3 separate regions of the Mus musculus genome follow, and regions 1 and 3 are each linked to region 2. Evidence: chromatin contacts called from public Hi-C and HiChIP or PLAC-seq data. All regions are on one chromosome and are shown on one strand. The core of a region is the stretch at or near the end of the contact, and the rest is flanking DNA. Distances in the headings are between cores, read along the strand shown.

The links. Hi-C and Micro-C count contacts between places; a contact is called where the count stands out from the background. HiChIP or PLAC-seq counts read pairs in DNA pulled down with a chosen protein or histone mark.
Region 1: an H3K4me3 HiChIP or PLAC-seq map of intestinal villus epithelium shows a contact between it and region 2, with 9 read pairs. The contact joins the enhancer-like site here to the promoter of 5430435K18Rik in region 2. A contact is called at or near these places in 3 of 39 promoter capture datasets (embryonic stem cells and liver), 1 of 15 datasets of contacts at CTCF or cohesin (the NIH/3T3 cell line), 10 of 484 Hi-C or Micro-C datasets (MC3T3-E1-derived osteoblasts, bone marrow-derived dendritic cells, brown adipocytes and 4 more), 9 of 115 datasets of contacts at active chromatin or transcription factors (embryonic fibroblasts, embryonic stem cells, fibro-adipogenic progenitors and 4 more) and 2 of 9 other capture datasets (adipose tissue and pancreatic islet).
Region 3: a Hi-C map of adipose-derived mesenchymal stem cells shows a contact between it and region 2, with 5 times the contacts expected there. The contact joins the promoter of 1700028E10Rik here to the promoter of 5430435K18Rik in region 2. A contact is called at or near these places in 5 of 39 promoter capture datasets (the SN4741 cell line, cranial neural crest, frontonasal cranial neural crest and 2 more), 1 of 15 datasets of contacts at CTCF or cohesin (the NIH/3T3 cell line), 27 of 484 Hi-C or Micro-C datasets (the C2C12 cell line, CD4 T cells, CD8 T cells and 15 more) and 8 of 115 datasets of contacts at active chromatin or transcription factors (the NIH/3T3 cell line, bone marrow-derived macrophages, embryonic fibroblasts and 5 more).

The regions. Positions count from the first base shown.
Region 1 is chr5:151,173,739-151,177,829 of GRCm38.p6, reverse strand. The region is part of intron 1 of Stard13 (StAR-related lipid transfer (START) domain containing 13); the gene reads left to right. Among named protein-coding and RNA genes, the nearest start is that of Stard13, 14 kb to the left of the region's middle. Within about 2 kb of position 1,624, at least 46 of the 459 cell types and tissues checked have an H3K27ac peak or open chromatin away from gene starts, as enhancers often do. A contact at or near this core is called in intestinal crypt epithelium, intestinal villus epithelium, kidney and 2 more, where this site is marked.
Region 2 is chr5:151,250,763-151,254,419 of GRCm38.p6, reverse strand. 5430435K18Rik (a long non-coding RNA gene) reads right to left here and starts at 1,797. Exons shown (of 2, transcript XR_868755.2): 1 at 1,764-1,797. It also overlaps a transcript of Stard13 not described here.
Region 3 is chr5:151,366,864-151,370,715 of GRCm38.p6, reverse strand. It overlaps 1700028E10Rik (RIKEN cDNA 1700028E10 gene), which reads right to left and starts at 2,041. Exons shown (of 4, transcript NR_045700.1): 1 at 1,860-2,041. It also overlaps a transcript of Stard13 not described here.

The DNA.
Region 1 (4,091 bases), core at 375-2,874, 76 kb after region 2:
TTCTCATATGACCATGCGGAGGCCATGGGGGTGGCGGTGCTGCTTACTGGCTTGTCCCCATCCATAGTGGTCAGGGCCCTCCCTCATTAATCACTAATTAAGAAATAGACCATGGCTCCTCTATTTGTAGTTTCCAGAAGGCTCTCTAGACTGGTTTACCTAGTGACTGCATGGGTGGTGAGTCCCTGCCAGTGGTAAGCATGCATCTATCTGCCTTTTCCCATGTTCCAGAAGCATCTGCTGCCATTTGTTTTATTGGCGACAGCCATTCATCCTCGCTGGACTTAGATGGGATCTCCAAGCAGTTCTAGTTTGTGTGTCTCTGGTGGTTGAGGATATTGAATATTTTTTGAGTATTTATTGGCCATTTGTATCTCTTTTTAAGACCTGTTCTTCAGTTCATCAGCTCACCTATTGATTGGAGGATGGTTTAGGGCTTTTTCCTGTTTAGTTTTTGCAGTTCTTTCCAAACCCTTGATATTGATCCCCTGTTTAATGTGTAGCCAGAAGAGACTTAATGCCCAGTTGACAAATTAAAAACTGAGCTCTGTTTTCCATGCTAATTCCAATAAGTTTTTAAAAGATTTTAATAGTTTTCTTCGCTTAAGACTGTCATCCCCATTAATTAGAGAATATTCTTTATATTTATTGTATCCTTCAGCTAAGAAAAAAGAAACAGGAATATGATATTTGTTGAGATTTATTCTTAGAAGTAAATTTATTGACATTTTGACAGATACAACGTATGAAAGCTTCTGGTTCATTGATTTTTTTTTAAATAGAAAATATATACTTTTAATCCCCTCAAGATAGATATTCCTAAAGACAGAAAATCAGTACATACAGCCTTCTGCATTCATTATGACATAATGTTAATTTTGAGCCTTATAAAACCCTTATTTTATAGGATGTAATATTTGACGTTTACGTATGACATGAAATGAACCCAGAAGGCTATGCAGCATCCTCTTAGTGGCTTGACAGTTGGGGGAACAATTCTAAGCTCATTGTCTCATTGAAGACATACCTGTGTAAATATATTCATGTGTGAATACATCCAGGTGTGAATTGGTTTCACCGTCACTGATTAGGAAGCCTTGCTCCCTACAGTCTGTTTTTGTGAGACATGAAAAACCATGAATAAGTCTTTCTAGTCTAAAATGTTTCTGAAAGCTAGGGAGTACAGTGGAGCTTCCAGGTCAGCACCAGCTTGTTTTATCCATGTTCTAGAACTTGAGTGTGTGGTGTCTTCAGCAACAGGATCATGTCATTGAGATCTTGAGAGTTACCAATGGCCTTGGTGGGACAGAGGGACATCACTGACCAACAATCCCCAAAGAACTATCTTGCTCCTGGCACTGGTCTTTTTTTTTTTTTTTTTAACTTGTTAGCCTGTGGTGTGTAAGAAGAGCACTGTTGGCCCGTTACAAGTTTAAACGTTCCTAATCTCATTTCCCCCAAATCATTGCTTTGCAATGGAATCCTGTGGCACAGAAAAGCATACTTCCATGACTGGTTCTGTGGCGGGCTAATGTAAACTCACCTGACAGAATAAGGACGCCTGGCAGCAGGCACCTGCAGTGGTCAAACATTAACTAACTAAGACAAGAAGTTGTTTCAGAGTCCACATTTCCCTCCTCCCCTGCCTCCAGATTCCCAGCCATGGTTTGCACGAGGCTGCTCTGGTTCTGTTTCCTTCATGTGAGCCTTTCTCCTGTGGCTCTGGTCATTGTATTGTTGGTTACCTTTTCAGAGCCTGCTCTGGACACTGAAGCTCATCAGTGCCAAGAACGACAGAGGGTGTAGACAAGGTCCTTTCATCTCATTGACAGTCACTCTTCTTCAGTCTGCTTGAGCCTTGCAGGTGGACCCATAGCCTTGGGGGGAGCCCTGCTTCACATTACCATGCTGTCATAGCTGTAGAAAAAAATATTCAGGGTGCCATGTGGACAGGCAAGTGATCTGCAAAGTTTGCTAACATCTGTATGCACGAAGATGAAACATTCAGACTGGAGTCAGCCATTTAGTCTTTATATTTCCCATTATACATCTTAAGTTTTGGAGTACTTCTCATTTCTAAGCTTAGCAACAGTAGTCTCGAAGCTACCTTCTAGAGCCTTCCCAGGGTTAATCTACCAACTGTCTTCAAGGAGTCCAGTGTGGTTGGAAATGATTCTCCTATTGTGTTTTCATTAAGACCTGAGTTTACCCTTTTGGAAAATAAGCAAGATTGAGCCTCACACCTTGCACTCACCCCTCCCTTTTCTTAGATGCATAAATGAAGGCTCTATGGTGTTAAATGAACTTTCCTGATGTCCCACAGCCAGTGAGTGCTTGAACTGTACTCTGAACTCAAGTCTGGGTGAGCTAAGAGCCCATGTTGCTCACCACTGCCAATCCCCATCCTCCTTCTAATTATAAGTAGACATTGTTTACTTGGACCCAAAGATGGTTTGAGTGTTTGTTCTTTGTCATTATAGACACAGTTGGCCCCTCCTCCCCTCTCCCCCCATTGCTGGAGAACATCATTCAGCTACAACCAGCTTGTGACCACCCTACACTAACACCCTCTTTCTGCCCTCCCGCTGCCTTCCCAGAGTTGGCTGCTCTTTATCAAGAACTCTGCGTCCAAAGTAAATGTCAGGACAGCAGGACTTCTTGCCAGAGGCTGGATAGTGTGGTTAGGTAGGCCCTGGCCCAAAAAGAGGGAAAAGAAAAATTTCCTCTACCCTTGGCCTAACCTTCCCACTTTCTACCTTTTAGAATGCTGCCTTTCTCCATAAAAAGTGCCTGGTGGAGTGCCCAGCCTCCCCTACACTTCCCCAGGGGCTCCCAGGCTGAGACTCCTGTGCCTTCACAGTGGGTCTTTTCAGACAGGAGCTGATCACATGGGACTTGAATTGAGCCTGTGCTGGTCTGGGGACAGCAGCCCTCAAAATCCCTGGCTCTATAATGCTGAGAAAGAGTGACTTATAAGAGGGTCCTGATTTACAGAAAGAAGTCTTGTGTGGAGGATTGTTTTCCCCCTGCACATTGGACAACTCCGACCTTATTCCAGAATGGTCCCAGTTGTAGCTGCCGAACAGTAGCTCGTCAGAAGAAGCAATCAGTGCTCTGCCAACTTAGACTGTTTGAGAAATTTTGCCAGAAGCAAAACAGGATCAAAAATAATAAACAGACCTCCTCCCTTGCCGCACCACCGCTGTTTACATGAGGAGACTGGTAAGCTGGCTGTGCCACAGAGCTCTCAGGGGAGGGTTTTTTGTTGTTGTTTGTTTTGTTTTTTCTTTTAAGCAGAAAAGGTTAAGTTGAGGAGTGCTCTCTTGTATTCATTTTGAGATTGTTCCAGGCTAGTCAAGGTTCTAAAACAACAGACAGCACTAAGGAATGTCTGTCTTCCAAATACAAGTTACCTGTTGTGGTGAGGCATCCGCAGGGTAGAAAACCCAGGAGTGGTGTGAGCCTAGAGAAGGAAGGCTATGTTTTAGGAGGAAAGACCCCACCAGTGAGGCAAGCTCAAAGAGGCAGGAGGCCTGGCTTTTAGGATACTCTGTCCTAGGTAGGGAGTCCCAAGTGCTTTCACTTCCCCACCAGACCACTGTCTGGGGAGGGGGGGATGGTTGATAATGAGATGGGAGGATCAGCTCTTGCCCATCAGCAGTGTTACTGAGGGGGAAAATGAATGAAAAATTAACTGAAATGAATGTGTGGTACTCCAACTCTTGATTGGCTCTCCAGTAGGTCTCTGCTATAGGGATCACTGGAGAGCTTGACTCTATTCTCTGCTGTCCTGGGTTAAGCACAAAGCTTGCTTCTATTCCAAAACCAGTGATTCACAGAACTCCCCAAGGACCTGGAAAGAATGTGCCACTTCAGCACTGGTTTGTTTTAAATTGGTTCCCAAGTCATTCTCCTAAATTCTCAGCTTCCTTTAAAATTGTTTTATAGGCTTAATGTATGATGAGTAACTGTCTCACTCACTGAGGTCATTGTGAATTCTAATTTTCCCCTCTCATTTCTCATGAGCTCTGAAGGGTCACGGACATCATTTGGTACTTTTACTTGACTAAGCATTGTTTCATCCTTCATGA
Region 2 (3,657 bases), core at 548-3,047:
CCATCACTGGAAAGAGAGGCCCATTGGACATGCAAACTTTATATGCCCCAGTAGAGGGGAACGCCAGGGCCAAAAAGTGGGAATGGGTGGGTAGGGGAGTGGGGGGGGGGAAGGGTATGGGGGACTTTTGGGATAGCATTGGAAATGTAATTGAGGAAAATACATAATATAAAAATATTTTTTTAAAAAAAGGAATTATGTCCTTGAGTATAAGGAGCTTATTGTATTCCTTTTCCATTCTTGGCCCTTAGCAGAGAACATGGCACTAAATGCCAATAAATGGTGTTCAAATGAAGTGGAACCAAACCTTCCCCCAGCTCATTGTGACATCCTCTGATTACATAAACGCTGCCATAGCAGAGTTAGTTAATGTACATGCCCAGGACTAGAGTTGCTACATCATATGTGTTGTGAATCTACTTTTGGGGAGGAGGTCTTTACTGCCTTTCATAGTGACTAAACCATTTTATACTCTCACTATGCATGCATAGAATTCCAGCTTTATCACACCCTCACCAACACTTACCATCTTCTGATTTTAATAATAGTAGTTGAGTGCATGAGGCCATTATGGGTTTTACCTGAATTTTTGTAGCGATAATAATCTTAATCTTAGCAATAAGCATCTTTTTGTGTACTTGTTGGCCATTTACATCTCTCTAGATCTGTATCTCTCGACCTTCTGGCTGAGACCCTTGGGGGTAAAGCAGCTCTTTCACAGCGGTCACATATCAAATATTTATATTATGATTTATGACAGTAGCAAAATTACAGTTATAAAGCAGCAATAAAAATAATTTTGTGGTTAGAGGTCACTACAACATGAGGAACTGTATTAAAGGGGTGCAGATTTAGAAAGGTTCAGAACCACTGTTCTACATGAATGTTTATTAAATCTTTTGTTTAGGGGGATGATTTTGTTGTTGAATTGAAGGGGTTCTTCATGTGTCAGACATACTTTACAGACATTTCCTGGCACTGTGTAGGGTTCTGCATAGTTCTAATGGTAACCTTTGATAGAATAAGCAGTTTATTTTATAACTGCTAACACAGGAATTTTCTAACATAGAAATTTGCAATGCTCTTTGGACTCTCTCCACCTTTATATGATTTTATTTTAATTATGTATATGTGGATATGAGAGATGTGTGAGTGTATGCAACAGTGCCCACCAAGACCAGAAGAGGGCATAGATCTACCTGGAGCTGGAGTTGCAGGTGGTTTTGAACCACCCAATGTGGCATCTGGGAACTGAACTTGGATTCTCTGAAAGAACAGTACACAGCCCTAATTACTGAGCCAACTCTCCAGCCCAATATTTATATTTTTAATCTAATTCAAAAATAATGATGCATCGCTGTGCTTAAGCTGATGACAAAGTCTGACAAAATATAAAATAAGTTCGCTTTGAAGTTGTCAGCTATCAAGTCCAGAACTGAAGAAGTCCAAATATAACGGATCACACCCCCCGCCCCCCCCCCTCCCGCTCAAGTTTTGTCAGGGGAGACAAAGGAAACTGCAAACATGTGTACTGACAACCGCTTGCCATTGTCCTTGGGTTTTGAATCACGACTCTTCTACAAAGAGCCTTTGGATATTCCTGTTTTCCAGCAAGAAAGAGATGAAAAAAATTACTTATGGGGCAAGCATACGAACATTTCCATTGCTGAATTTAGCTAGGAGCTGTTCCATGGTCAAAAGATGAAAGAAAGCGAGTCTGAAGGAAGACTCGGGAAGGGTGTTTATAAGGATGCATGATGTACCCTGAGCGCTGGGTCCTGCTGGGTCCTGCTGGGTCCTGCTGGGTCCTGCTGGGTCCTGCTGGGTCCTGCTGGGTCCTGCTGGGTCCTGCTGGGTCCTGCTGGGACCTGCTGGTCTCTGCCGCTAGAGACATCAGTGAGCCCATAGCTGTGAGGCTTTAACAAGGAAGAGCTTGTGGGTTTTCGCAGTTTCTGAATCGTGTCGTCTGGCTATTGGATGGTCCAGGAAAGCACCAGAAGCTTGCCTTTGCAGTCTTTTTGTTTCTACCCCCTTCAGCGCTCTGACTTATTTTTAGTTCTATGGTTTTCTCCCACAAGTTACCATCAGGTCACGGAGTCATATGGGTTGTACTCTGCTGTCACGGTGTCCTCTGTACACAGAGCGTAATGGAAACTCTGATCACCCTAGATGGTGCCATTTGAAAGGATTACATTAAAACTCTGTTGAGCCATTGCCGCAGTGTCCTAACAAAGGGTCTGTTTATGCTATATATATATATATATTTTTTAACAATAGACATTCAGACAAGAGAAAGTCATTTGGAAGGCGCTTGAAATTGCCTTCCTGATGTCAATTTTATTCTGAATTGTAAAACAGTTCAAAAGAATGAGTCAAATAGAAATTTTAGTGCAAAACATTACTACTTCATGACTGTAGTTCACCAACAGAATTTCCATCGGGTTAATACAGACGGGAATTAATAATGGTTCATTCATGCACATACGTAGGCGTACTTGAAGGGTGTATGTGGGAACATTAACCACAGTCATATCTAGCTTTTTTGCCATGAGTCCCTCTTGACTCAGACTCTGACTTCTGATGAGTGATCCACTTGGAATGAACTCTTTGTGGCCTTTCAGACACACTAAACTGTCAAGTGTTCCTTCTTGTTCTTATCTAATGCTTCACGCTGCCTCACCCGACTCACCTCCAACTAAGCTGCTGCAGAATCGCTAACCTTTGTATCGCAAACTAACCTTTGTTTTGGGTCACTTATCTGATGAGTTTATAGTAAAATTAAAAAGGCACTTGGAAGAAGACAGCTTTCAATGGCACAACAGATGCTGCAGTAGAGCGGTCCCTGATCCCTGAGTTCTTACCCTTGGCTACCCCTGGAAAGCTACATAATGTCAGGTCAGCCCATCAAACTCACTATCACTCAGTGTTTTCTTCCTTTGCAATGAGAAACATGACAGAACTTGTATGGTTTCAAATATATTTTCACGGTGGAGGTCCCAATTTCAATTTAAATTTGTACATACTGATATTTTCTATTTCCAAGCTAAAAATTGAGATGTTGTAGTCGTAAAGACTTTATCTCCATTCAAATTCCAGTTAAAGCTCAAAGAAACGTAAAACAAAAGGCCCAGTCTCAGAAACAACTGCCACCTTTTATATTCAATATACAACCAATCAAAAGCTCAAGACCAACAGATGCACGCACCTTACCTTCTTTTTGAAACTTCAAATGCTCTTTTACTATTAGTGTTTAGTTTCTTTTCACATCAATAGTTCCATAAATCAAGTATGATGATGGAAGTGACATTTTGTTTCTCTTCCAAATGTTGGCATTCTCTTCACTTCAAATTTTGCAGTGAAAAAGAGCATTTGAAGTTTCAAAAAGATAAAGGATTTGCATGAAATCCTTAACAAGAGCAATCTAAAGTTAACACTTAGAACGTTGGAAATGCAGATACAAGGAGAACACTTGTTAGTTTTCCAGGAAGGGTGGAAGCATTAACAGAAGAGGAATCCAAGCAGATATGGGAAGGGAGGAGGCTTGCTTTTTCCGTAGTGCACACTCAGATATACCAGAGTTACCAGACAAGCTTTGATAGCACTGAAAAATGTCCATGATCAGGGCACTGCTGTTGCAGAAGGGAGATGGCCTGTTGG
Region 3 (3,852 bases), core at 792-3,291, 120 kb before region 2:
ACGCTCTCCCCTGCTACCTCCCTCTGACCCTTTAAATGGCGACTCATTCAGGTTAGTGAGGAAAGAAGAGAGAGAGAGGGAAGGAGGGATCTCTGAATCTGAATTTTCCTCTATTTTGTTAGTAAAAACAATGGAGTTAGAACAGCCAATTTTGTTTTATCATTAGTTTATGTATATGCGTTTTTTGACTGCATATATGTCTGTATGCCATGTGCATGCCTGGTGCCATTGGAGACCAGACTTAGCCAAGCCATCTCTCTAGTGCCTTGTAATGGAAGTCTGAGTCATTATAAAAATACTATTTCACTTATCTTCACAGTTAGATACACTAACTTGTAATTAAAGGTAATACAGTCTTTATAGTACTCACTCACACTTCAGTAAACAATCTAACCTTTTTAGTACTAGAAAATCACTTTTAGGAGCAACATAGCTATGAACACGACAAGCCTATCTAGGAATATCTGTATTTCTATTGGGGACAAAGGGAATGGTTACAGAGAGCAATGCATTTTACTGATGGTTAGGGTCAAATGCCATTGTCAAACTCAGAATACAAAAACTTATTTACGCGCGCGCACATACACGCGCACACACACAAACAGAAAGCATTAAAGCATTCTGTACATTTTAAATGACACAGTAGGGGTAAAGGGCAATGACTTAGTGAAAAGAAGAAACTATAAAGAAGTTACAAAAGGAAAGGGATTTTTAAAATGTTACCTTCCTGGGTGTAAAAATTTAAATGTCTGTTGAAGTGATTTTTTGAGTTACTATTTTCAAGAAACTCTGAAGAACAGAGATGACATAATTGAGAAATTTTGTATACCTGGTGTTACAGCACCCTCTACAACAGAGTATATTATATGAACTTGCTTCCCGAATGTGTGACTGTACAAACTTTATGGTTTTAGCGCTTAGTTTGCTCCCTTGGCACCTGCTAGAAAGGCTACTAATCTGTCGGGTTAATGTGTCAAAACAGCAATAACAGCGAAGAGCTCTCCTGAACTCTTTAAACTATTCCAACTGTGGGCCTTAGTCACCTAGCTCTCCTTCCATATCACCTCTCCCAGTTCTAAACTCTAGTGAACTGGCCTCTTAAAAGCCTTCTGAACTCAAATGCATGCACAGGTAGGGAAAATACTGCTGTAGTGGGGGAGAAAGGTCCAGAGACAAGTGACCGCAGATCTCTGACTTCTAAGGGACATCTCACTGGCTCGCACTGTGCATCTTGATACACAATAACTCACAATAGCTAACAGTGCTCCAAGTGTATTACATCTGGACTTTTTTAAACATGAATTCTTTTAAGAGGAAAGTTATGTTCACTTTCTAGCTCTGGTGGAAACTCGTTTTCCCTTATCTAAAGGAAATACGGCATAACAGCCACAGCGTTAATTTCACAGTTCTGAGATGAACCTGGTGAGACTGTCTTGTTTTAAAAACCTATTATCATTCTTCTAATGTTTAATCCCCGATACTGCTCGTTTTCGCAACACCCCAGCTTAACAGACGTAATGGAGCAAAAGCTTTTCTCCAACACAGGCTAACGAAAGGCTACAAAGTAAAGCCTCCTCTCTGCAAAGCGGGACATGGAGGACCTCGGTCCACGCCGAGTGAAGAACCGAAGCACAGTGCCCAGAAAGGAGGAAACAAAAAAGGAGAGCCAGTGGGGCAGGAACTGTGTCGCCAGGACTTGAAAAGACGGGAAAAGGCCGGTTTCCTCCCGCGTGAGGTCCGTTCCCGCTCCAGACTCCAACCATTTCCGCTCAGGGTAACCGCAAAACCCTTCCCGCGCGGGAACTCGGTGGAGGAGGAGTCTTGGGTCCCGCCCTTCTGGCGGAGCGCATAAAGCCTACCCCGGCCGCCGCGGTGTCTCTGGAATGTTCTGAAGGGAGGAAGCGCGCCCCTCCGCAGTCCGGGGAACACTCGGCGCCAGATGGCGCTACCGCACCGAGAGCCAGAACCTGCGCCTCAAGGGAGCTGGGCTGAGACACCACCGGAAGTGAGGGCTCCGCGAGCCTCCTGGCCCGGATATCCAGCCTTCTAGCGTGTTCCCGCGCGGGGGCGGAGCTACAACCGGAACCGGACTGCGAACGCGGGGCCTCGTGGCGGAAGAGCCAGGAGGGGCCTTGGAGGCGGTAACTTCCGCTGCGCGCGCCTGGTCTGGGCGTGCACGCGAGGGGCGGGGCCTCCGCGCGGGCGCGCGAGCGCTTGCGTACTAGGAGGGCGTTGTTGCGGGAGGCATGTGCTGATTTCTCCATCTTTGATCGCTTGCAGGCCTCGCCGGGCGGACATTAAACTGGTGTCTTAGCAGGTTTTTGTCTGTTTTGTTGCTTCCCTCTCACAGGAGTTGGTTTCTGGCTGTAAATTCAGTTTCTGGAAATCTCTGGAACGTTAGCGATGTACAAGGTAGTCTCGAGCTGCTTTCTCGCCATTGATTCCCAGCCAGTGTCAGTCCTTGCATCGTTACCCACTCGAGGCTACCCGTGACAGCTAATGGCATCTAAGGATTTGGAAAGGCTTATATTACGGACTTTTAAAGCGCTTAATTTGAGCTTTACCCTTTATTTTTGTCAGGATATTGGCACTCTGCATTCTGCGGTGTGGCTTTGCACAGAACCGTTTGTTGAGGGTTTGAACGCTGCCAGGGGAAAACTCCGCCCCTTTCCCACGTTGGCTGTGTCTGATCCAAACCCATTTTTAAGTAGCTGGACAGTACTTTACCCTGGTACATGGGCTTTGTTTTTATTTTAGTTGTATCGTGAGGACTATGAACTTGTATTGCAGAAAGTATTAGTGTCCACCTTTAAATATACATAACACTTTCGGCTGAAAGACAGTTTCCCAAAGCTCCCGAGTTTCCCAGGAATGTCTTCAGCTTTTGGTAGATGCTTTTAGGAATTTCAGAGGTCCTTGCTGTCAAAGATTTAAATAAAGTCAAACATAAAAAAGTAACAAAACATGCACGCTCGCACACACACTCACAAACACACAATTTTGTGTTGGCCAGTTACTTCTGGGCATGGGGCCTTCCCAGAAGTGTGGTTGATACTCCATAGGGGAAAATTGATTTTACCTTTCCCAGTATTATCAGTTATCAGTTGTACATGCCTTTTGGTTAGGAATGGAACTTTGTAATCTCTAACCCCTAGTTTGTACTGTTTTTTTTTTTTTCCCCCTTGCTTGAACCTGTTGTGAATGAAAACTCCTGGGGGTGGGGGGCCGGGTGTGGCAGAGACTGATTAGAATTTTAGTGCTGTAGCAAAATTGGAATGTTGCAGGTCCAGAGTTTAACTACCTTATCTTAGTCTAGTTTTAGTCTCCTATGTACTCCAACTGCCATTCCTTAGTCAGCTTTGTGTCAGAACTAAAATCCCATGAGAGATTTTTAAAAAGAATGAAATCTGTTGGCTGATACTAGCTTCTACCAACCTAAAAAACAAGAAAGTCATCAGATGAGACCTGTAAGAAAACCTGCCCCATCTTCCTGAATTGCCTTTATGGTATTCCCACAGATGTGTTTTACATGTCTCGATTCATTATTTTCTCTGTTCTGTAAAACTAAAACTGCTTCCATGTAGGAGCATAAAATTTGTGTTCCTGGGCCATGGTCACTAAAAATGGATCCTAAATAGACTATCTTTTATTCCCTTTAAGATGAGCACTCTTTTCTGCTTTGACTCTGTAGGTAATGTGTGTGTTGTCACAGTCTCTGTGAGTTTATACACATATCAGCCTTGGTGTGTCTGCATGATGCTATTTTTTTTTAAATGCTCTTTAAAGTGAGCTAATGGAGTAGAAACGTTAAGGTAGAAATTGCACAGGTGTGGCATCATGAGTGGAGAAAAG